Regions from separate parts of the Triticum aestivum genome. Here region 1 is linked to region 2. Evidence: chromatin contacts called from public Hi-C data. All regions are on one chromosome and are shown on one strand. Each heading gives the region's core, a stretch centred on a gene start, on an enhancer-like site or on the middle of the called end of the contact. The rest is flanking DNA. Distances are from core to core; before and after follow the strand shown. Region 1 holds the start of LOC123121725. Region 2 holds the start of LOC123121723 (NF-kappa-B-activating protein).

Region 1 (3,935 bases), core at 868-3,367, 130 kb after region 2:
GATTGTACATGATTTATATTTACCATCTTTGAATTGCATGACAACATTAAGATAAGATGATCACATTAACAAGCTACCAACAACAAATTACGAATTGCAATCAAGATGATCACATTAACCATCTTATATTAAACATTAAGATAACTGTCTTCTATGATTGAAACTTCTGGAAGTATACACTCTATATGCTCAAACCATCCCAAACGATGTTAGACAAGTTTTCTTCAATCGGTGTTACTCCAACACTCTCACGTATATCATCATTCCGGATATGATCTTTTCTTGTGGGGTCACACTCCGCATCTTCGCTACACCTAACTGTTGAACATGTTGCCTTCTAATCGGCCAACACTCAGCGCCATACAACATTGCGGGTCGAGTCGCAGTCCTATAGAACCTGACTTGTAGCTTTTCTCGCACTCTCTTGTCGCAAAGAACACCGGAAGTTTGGCACCACTTCATCTATCCGACGTTGATTCGATTGGTCACATCTTCATTGATATTTCTACTAAATCTAAACCCTTTTGATTCTAAAGTTTGTCTCGTAGTTTTAACTTTCTATTAACCCTTTCCCGACTATCATCGACTAGCACCACATCATCCACAAAGATGGTATATCTCCTTGTATATCCCTTGTGACCTCATCCATCATCAAAGCAAAAAAATAAGGGCTCAAAATCGATCCTTGGCGCAGTTCTATTTTAATCGGTAAGTCATCAATGTCGCCATCACTTGTTCGAACATTTGCCACGACATTATCGCGCATGTCCTTGATTAGGGCAATGTACTTTACTGAAACTTTATGTTTCTTCAAAGCCTATCACATGATATTTCGTGGTATCTGATTATAGGCTTTCCCCCGGCCAATGAACACCATATGAAGGTCTTTCTTTTGCTCACTGTATCTCTTTATAATCTGTCATACCAAGAAAAATGGCTTCCATGATCGACCTCCCAAGCATGAAACCAGGCTGATTTTTGGCCACGCTTATTCTTCTTCTTAAGTGTTGCTCCTCTCCCTTAACTTCACTGTATGACTCGTCAGTTTAATTCCACGGTAACTGGTACAACTTTGAACACTCCCCTTCTTCATGAAGATTGATACTGATATACTACGTCTTTATTCTTCTGACATTTTGTTTGCCCAAAAAACGAGATTGAAAATTTTAGTTAGCCATACCAACGCTACGTCTTCAAGACCCACCCCAATAAGGTTACAATCAGGGCTCGTTGCCTTGTTTCATTATTTTTAAAGTCTTTATGACCTTCAACTCTTATATTTGTCGCATAAAATGTCTACTGGTATTATTAAAGGAGTCGTCCAGTTCAATGATAGAGCTCCAACTCTCTCCATTGACTAGCTTGATGGAGTTTAAAAAAGAACCCTGACCGAGACCTCCGATATTTTACGGGCAGAAAACCCCCTTCCAGTTGACGACCGAACGACCTTCCACATGATTGGTCGCCATCATCGCTCTTCTAAAAAGAACATGCACGGATTTAATGATTAGCCCATTTCCGGAGAAGAAAAATTCGCTAAATACGATTTGTTTTGGCCGGACCACTAGACCAGCATAGCATGTGACGGAGAGAGCTTTGGTGCACGGTAGGAACGTTCGTGCCACCGAACGACGCACACATTATATGCCCCCAAGGCCTGTGCTATGTTCGGTGAACCGTGGCGACACGGCAGTAGCACGGCACGTGGCCACAGCCGCTGGTACACTGCTACCGTGCTCCACGCCTTCAACCACCTGCCGGCGCTCCCATCCGGCGGACCCATGCAACCTGAACCCCCATTGTTCCACCGCAGTAGATCTACATGCTCCATGGTTAGCCGGATGCGCTGAAACTGCGCGCCCTTCAGCAGAGAGGTCGCCGTCGTTCCAGCTGCGGCCACCGTGACGCGGGGCCAGCCGGGACCCCGCCCCCGCCTGCATCACGCCAGGACTTTCACTCCTCGACCAGGACGCCGTCGGTTGCATGCCATTGCCATTGTTTCACAGCGACCGACCGACTGTTAGATAGTCGTCACGAGACAGCCATGCCGGGGTAAACCGAGTACGGAGACGGGCGGCGACGGCACGAGAGGTTCGGTGGGTGGAGTTGGTGAGGTGAGTTTCCCTGCGCCGCGGGGCAGAAGAAACAACAAGGACGACACCGACATGGACGGGGGCGCCGATCGGGGGCAAAACTAGCCGATAAACTGTCCGTTGATTTCAGCGCCGCGCACGTTCTTGAGCTCCCGGCTCACGTTGCCTCGCCTCGCGGCCTCGAGATGCCGGACGTACACCCACGTCCCAATCCGCCTGACACGTCTTCTATTAAAATGCCAGGACTTCTCACTCCTCCATACCCGCCACTTTTAATGGCCACCGCCGGTTGAGGGGGAGAGCACAGCAAACTCACTGACGAGGCAGGCGGCAGGCGGCAGGTGGGATTCTTGCTTTCTTGTTTTTGAGACAAAATGCGCGGCGCCGGTGATTGCGAGCTGGAGTTCCGGGGCGTAATGGGGGAGGAGGAGGAGGGGGCTGCCTCGGCGTCGGCGTCGGCATCGGAGAGGGCAATGCGGCGGCGTCGGGGGCGGCGTCGGTGGGGAAGAGCCGAGGCGGGCGACGGCTACTCGACGAGCAGCGGCAGCGGCTCCTTCGGCTGCGACTCGGTTGGTCTTCGCCCCCCTCCTCCATTGCCACCACCTTCCTTGGGCGTCTCTGTCGATTTCATTTGGATTAATATTCGCACATAGAATCTCTTTACTGCCGCGAGCGGTGGCATGGGCATGCCGCCATGCCGATCTAGCCAGAGAGCACCATGGCCTGTCGCAGGTGACCACAGTCCACAGGAGCCTTTCCAGAAAGTGGAGGGTAAAACCCAGAAATGACATGATTAGCGAGTGAATCTAGCGATCTAAAACCGACAAAGCCGGAGGGCCCGAGGCTTGAGGATAGGCACCATCATCGCCATCTTGATTCTTGCCGCATCGCCCTCGCCAGCAAGCGGAAAAGGAGCGGAGGGGGGGCACCACCCACCCTGGGATTCTCTCCGGTCTCCAGCTTTGCAAGATTAACTTTTTAATCGGTGCTTGATGGTTGGCTGCAGCCTTTGGCCGGATTCGTGCGCGCGGATGGCGACATGGACACAGATCTGGAGACAGACGGGCTGGCCGCCACTTCATCCTCCAGTGGTGAGCACACAGCCCACAGCTCACAGCTTGTATTCTTACCAGCGTTCTTGCTGGAGCTCCACTTTACAGCCCTTTTAAGCGAGTTCGCCTTCTCTGAAGCCTCTGCAGCGTTCACGGAGCCGCACGACGACGACGAAGCGCAGTGTGGGCTGAAGGGAGAGTGGCAAGAACCGGCCAAGAGTCCGGCGGGCGGCGCCACTGCCATCCGAGGTACGTACGAGATTTCCAAGTTTGCGACGTGCTAGGTGGTGTGAGGTTTTCCAATCTTGTGTGCTTGTGTGCTGTTCGACAGAATGCCAGAGCCAGCGACGGTGCCGGACAGAGGCTGTTTACCTGCACGGTAGGAAGGGGCTGAAGCAGCGGCCGGCCTCGCTCGACTTCGGCAGCGCCGGGTTCAACAACGGGACTCCGTTTTCTCCGGGCTTCGTGGTTGGAGGTGCCGGGTTTGTAAGCAAGGGACTTGTGTCATCACAGATCAGCTCCGGCGTGTTCCCTAGTCCCGGCACGCCGAGCTATCCGCGGCGGCACCGGCCATCGGCCTTGGGGTACCAAAAGGGGTGGAGCTCCGAGAGAGTGCCTCTCCCTTCCAAAGGTAATAATACTAGGAGGTACCCAGGCAGCAGCATGGCATTTCCTCTCAACAATAGGAGGACATTGCCCTCAAAATGGGAGGATGCGGAGAGGTGGATCTTCAGTCCCAAGTCAAACTCCGGCGATGCGCGTGAGAAGACCGCGGCATTGCCCCATGCTC
Region 2 (4,237 bases), core at 39-2,538:
CCGAAAACCCTCAAAAAAGCCTTTAAAAACCAGGCAATCGAACAAAAGAATGGCAAAAAAATGGAAGAAAAGCCCCAGAGACAGAAGCACGGTTTGGTTTTTCACTTCTTTTTCCTTTCCGAGAAGCACGGTTGTACTTCTCGGAAGCAAATCTGTGTTTGCGCGAGAAGTAAATATGAGCTTCTTGTGGATTCCGTGTTTCTTACGGTAGCAAATCTATGCTTCCATGAGAAGCAGATACGTGCTTCTCGTGGAAGCACAACCATGCATCTCGCGGACACAAATATGCGTTTCTTGTAGAAGCACAATTTTTTTTCAAGAAGCACAACAGATTTATGCCTCCATGAGAAGCAAATATTTGCTTCTCGTGAAAGCACATTTTTTTCCTTTTCTGAGAAGCACAAAAAAAATTCCATGCAAAGAAAGTCCATGTTTTTTCTCCAAAACCGAGCAAAACGGGGAAACCCGTATCTAAAATCCGAGAATGTGAGGAGAAAAATAGAAAAAAAACAGAATCCAGAGAAAGCGCCCGACATGCGACATGTGGCGACGGCCGGGCTCATCATTTAGCATGGTTTTAGAGCACCAAAAGTCACCCGTGAAGGTCCCGCAAGGGGTAAACTCGTTAGTTTTTTTAGCCAAACTTGACCAACCCATAAGGTAAGACCATGCTTAGCGTAACCTTGAGTTTTTTTTGTTCTTTTTAAGAAAAGCTTGCTAGACCTTTATTGATTAGCTAAAATGTTCGCAGGGATTATAATTGGGTCATGCGGAGTACTCAACCACGGATGCTTCCCGACAGAGAGAGAAATCGTAATTAGATTTTTTTAGGCTAGATGCTTGTAACCTCAAGTTAATTTTCTTAGGCCAAACATATGCTTTATTGATGCTTAGAACGAATATTTACGGATACTGTGACTGGATCATACAATTGTCCCAGCCAGACACGATGGCCAATACCTAATGAACAAGCTAGGCGATGCGCCTCCAAATTAAAATTCTTTTTTTTAGCGTCTCCAAATTAAATTTCCTACCTGGAGTTTTTTATGTAGTTGCTCCTTACCCCCCTCGTCGGGGAGCCTAGATGTTCCAAAAAGTCCATGTATGTTTTTTTTTAGGGGTAAAAAGCCCATGTATGTGATCACACGTATTTTTCCACCAGGGCCTTTGGCACTAAAAGGCCCGTAAAGCCCAAAGCCGCGCAGCATGACCGATCCATCCGATTCCAAACCGACATCGAGAAGCCTCTCCCGTCGGCCCCTCCCCCCCCCCCCCCCCCCCCCCCACCTCCGCTGGTTCCACACGCATCCATCGCAAATTTCCCATCTCTTTTCCCCAAATCGAATCCCCAACCCCGACCTAATCGGCGATCCGCGGTCGCCATGTCTCGCACGGGGAGCCGCCTCGCGTCCGCCGTGGTGCGCCACCCCGACCGCTCCCGCGTCTCCGCCTCGCCCTCCCCTCGCCGCCGCTCCCTGTCCCCGTCGCCCTCCCCGCGCCGCCAGCGCCGCCGCGACCGCTCCCCCATCCCCTCCCGCGACCGCCGCGGCGAGAGGTCCCCCGTCCCCTCTCGCGACCGCCGCCGCGACCGATCCCCTAGCCCCTACCGCGACCGGCGCCGCGACCGGTCCCCAAGCCCCTTCCGCGACCGCCGCCGCGACCGGTCCCCAAGCCCCTTCCGCGACCGCCGCCGCCAGTGGTCGCCCTACCATAATGAGCGCGGCCGGGACATGGACCGGGTTCGGGACGTGGAGCCCCCGGCGCGCCGTGGCGGCGGTGGAGGAGGCGAATGGTCCGCCTCCGACGACGACGACGAGGATCTCAAGGGCCTCACCTACTTCGAGTACCGCCGCGTCAAGCGCCAGAAGCTCCGCAAAAGCCTGAAGAAGTGCATCTGGAAAGTCACGCCCAGCCCTCCTCGCCGTGACGACGAGGCCGACGAGTACCAGTATAGCGAGGAGGAGGAGGAGGAGAAGAAGGAATCGCCGAAGAAGGAATCATCTGAGAAGAGCGATGAGGAGAACAAGGATTCGTCGGAATCTGAGACCGATGAGTCTGGTAGCTTATCTGATTCCAGTGAATCAGATTATTCTAGTAAGAAAAAGAAAGGGCGTAAGGGCAGACGTTCTAGCAGCAAGCGTAGCCGGCGTGCCCATCGTCGCCACAGGAAGTCTGATGCGGAGAGTGAGAGTGATAGCAAGGTCGATGAGGATTCAGAGGGTTCCTATGACTCTGAAGATTCTAGGGATAAGAAGAGGAGCAAGAGATCACGGAGGCACAAGAAGTCTAAGAGGAGGGGAAGGAGCTCTAGGAGGAAGAAGAGTAAGAGTCTGGATGTACCATCTGATGTTAGCTCTGAGGAGGTGGAGGTGTTAGTCTCTAGCCCTATCTCAACGGACAGCAAGAAAATGGGCAAGAGCTCAAGGAAGAAGAATAGCAGTCAGTCTGATTCTGAAGATTCGATCCCTTCTGATGCCATCATTGATGAAAAGGAAATTGAAGAGACAGATGAGCCTGAGATTGACCCAGAGGCAATTAAGTTCAAGGAAATGCTTGAGGCCCAGAAGAAGGCTGCACTGGAGAATGAGATGCCGGTTGGACCGATGCCACTCCCGCGTGCAGATGGTCATATTAGCTATGGTGGCGCACTGAGACCTGGTGAGGGTGATGCCATTGCACAGTATGTACAGCAGGGGAAGCGTATCCCACGGCGTGGTGAGGTTGGTCTGTCTGCAGATGAGATTCAGAAGTTTGAAGATTTGGGGTATGTGATGAGTGGAAGTAGGCACCAGAGGATGAATGCTATCCGTATAAGGAAGGAAAACCAGGTTTATAGTGCAGAGGATAAGAGAGCACTGGCCATGTTTAACTACGAGGAGAAGTCAAAGAGAGAGCACAAGGTTATGGCTGATTTGCAGCGCTTGGTTTCAAGAACCATTGGCCAAGAGACAGGACCTTCGCATGATCCATTTGCTACTACAGATGACTGAGTAATTATTTCTAGCTATTTTACAAAGAAATGGTTGCCACTGTTAGTTATGCATGTTTTTCCTGTAGTACTAGTGATGTCGAGTTTGCATCTTTGTAACTTCTGTTTTGTGCTGTACTTAGCTTATGCTTATCAGATATTACTCTTTTGTTCTATATGTGTTCATGATTGTTGTCATGTTTGTCAAGCTGCTTGGTTTACCACACTATGATTTGTATAGGATTTTTTTGCAATGATAAGATAGAATGGTCATTTTTTTTTCCTTTTTGTATTTTTGAATGTGAAAGACAGTACAGTTATTGTTTAGGATCAGAATTGTTATAGCATGCAAGGGGTGCTTGGGTACTGCGGGTCTTCTTTGGCACTTGCGGATTTCAACTAAATCTTCACTATCTGAAACGGAATTTTGTTAACATCTATAATGAAATTTGTTTGTCCTAAGATCATAGAGGTATGCATTTACTCATTATACGAAAATTATTTAGTTTTAGATTGACTGGATAGCTTGGATCCTTGTTTTGCTGAATTTCACGTGGGCTTTAGTCATTATTTTGATACACCTATGAGCAGCAATAGTTTCATCCATTAATTCATGGTTATGGCGATCACCCGTTAAGAACTGCCGTCCCATGATCAGTTCTCTTGTGAGTAAGCTCAAATGAATGTTAGATTAAAGCTGCCCTTCCATGATCTGTTCTCTTGTGAGTAAGATAAAATGAATGTATTAGGGTGATGCGTGAGACCATTTACCAATGTGCTGCAGGCATATGGCTATATTTGGGATGTTAGATGTCATTATTAACTCTACATTCTAAACTGTCCCTTTGACTTCACTGGATATTTGATTCATAATAGCAATATTCATCTAGCTTTAAGTTGGCAATCTCAAATTAGAATACTGTAAACCGGATGAAGTACACTCTTTTTGTACATAACTTTCAAAGGCTGCTTAAGAACTTATTTATAAACAGGCTAGCTTGCTTAAGAACTCATCTATGGACCGTACTTGCATTCATCCCATATAACCGTAAATTAACCAAAATTGTTCTTCTTGGCCTCTCAGTCAGCCACGTCATGGCTGTCGTCGATTGATGCTTTGTCGATCGATTATGTAACCATTTCCAACCACGTACAATCACCATTACACTGATCACTGCAGCACTTCATTCTGGAAATGGTTGGAACATTAACATTATGGAAAATCAAAATTCCTTCTAAAATCAAGGTGTTCATGTTGTTAGCTACTAG

Evidence for each region. A called contact is a pair of places that touch in the nucleus more often than the background predicts.
Region 1: a Hi-C map of leaf shows a contact between it and region 2, with 7 times the contacts expected there. The contact joins the promoter of LOC123121725 here to the promoter of LOC123121723 in region 2. A contact is called at or near these places in 2 of 5 Hi-C or Micro-C datasets (both in leaf).

Annotation. Positions count from the first base shown.
Region 1 is chr5D:355,813,140-355,817,074 of IWGSC CS RefSeq v2.1, forward strand. It overlaps LOC123121725, which reads left to right and starts at 2,118. Exons shown (of 9, transcript XR_006459828.1): 1 at 2,118-2,662; 2 at 3,100-3,184; 3 at 3,284-3,394; 4 at 3,477-3,935.
Region 2 is chr5D:355,683,743-355,687,979 of IWGSC CS RefSeq v2.1, forward strand. LOC123121723 (NF-kappa-B-activating protein) reads left to right here and starts at 1,289. Exons shown (of 1, transcript XM_044541744.1): 1 at 1,289-3,176. The coding sequence starts at 1,383. The coding sequence ends at 2,990.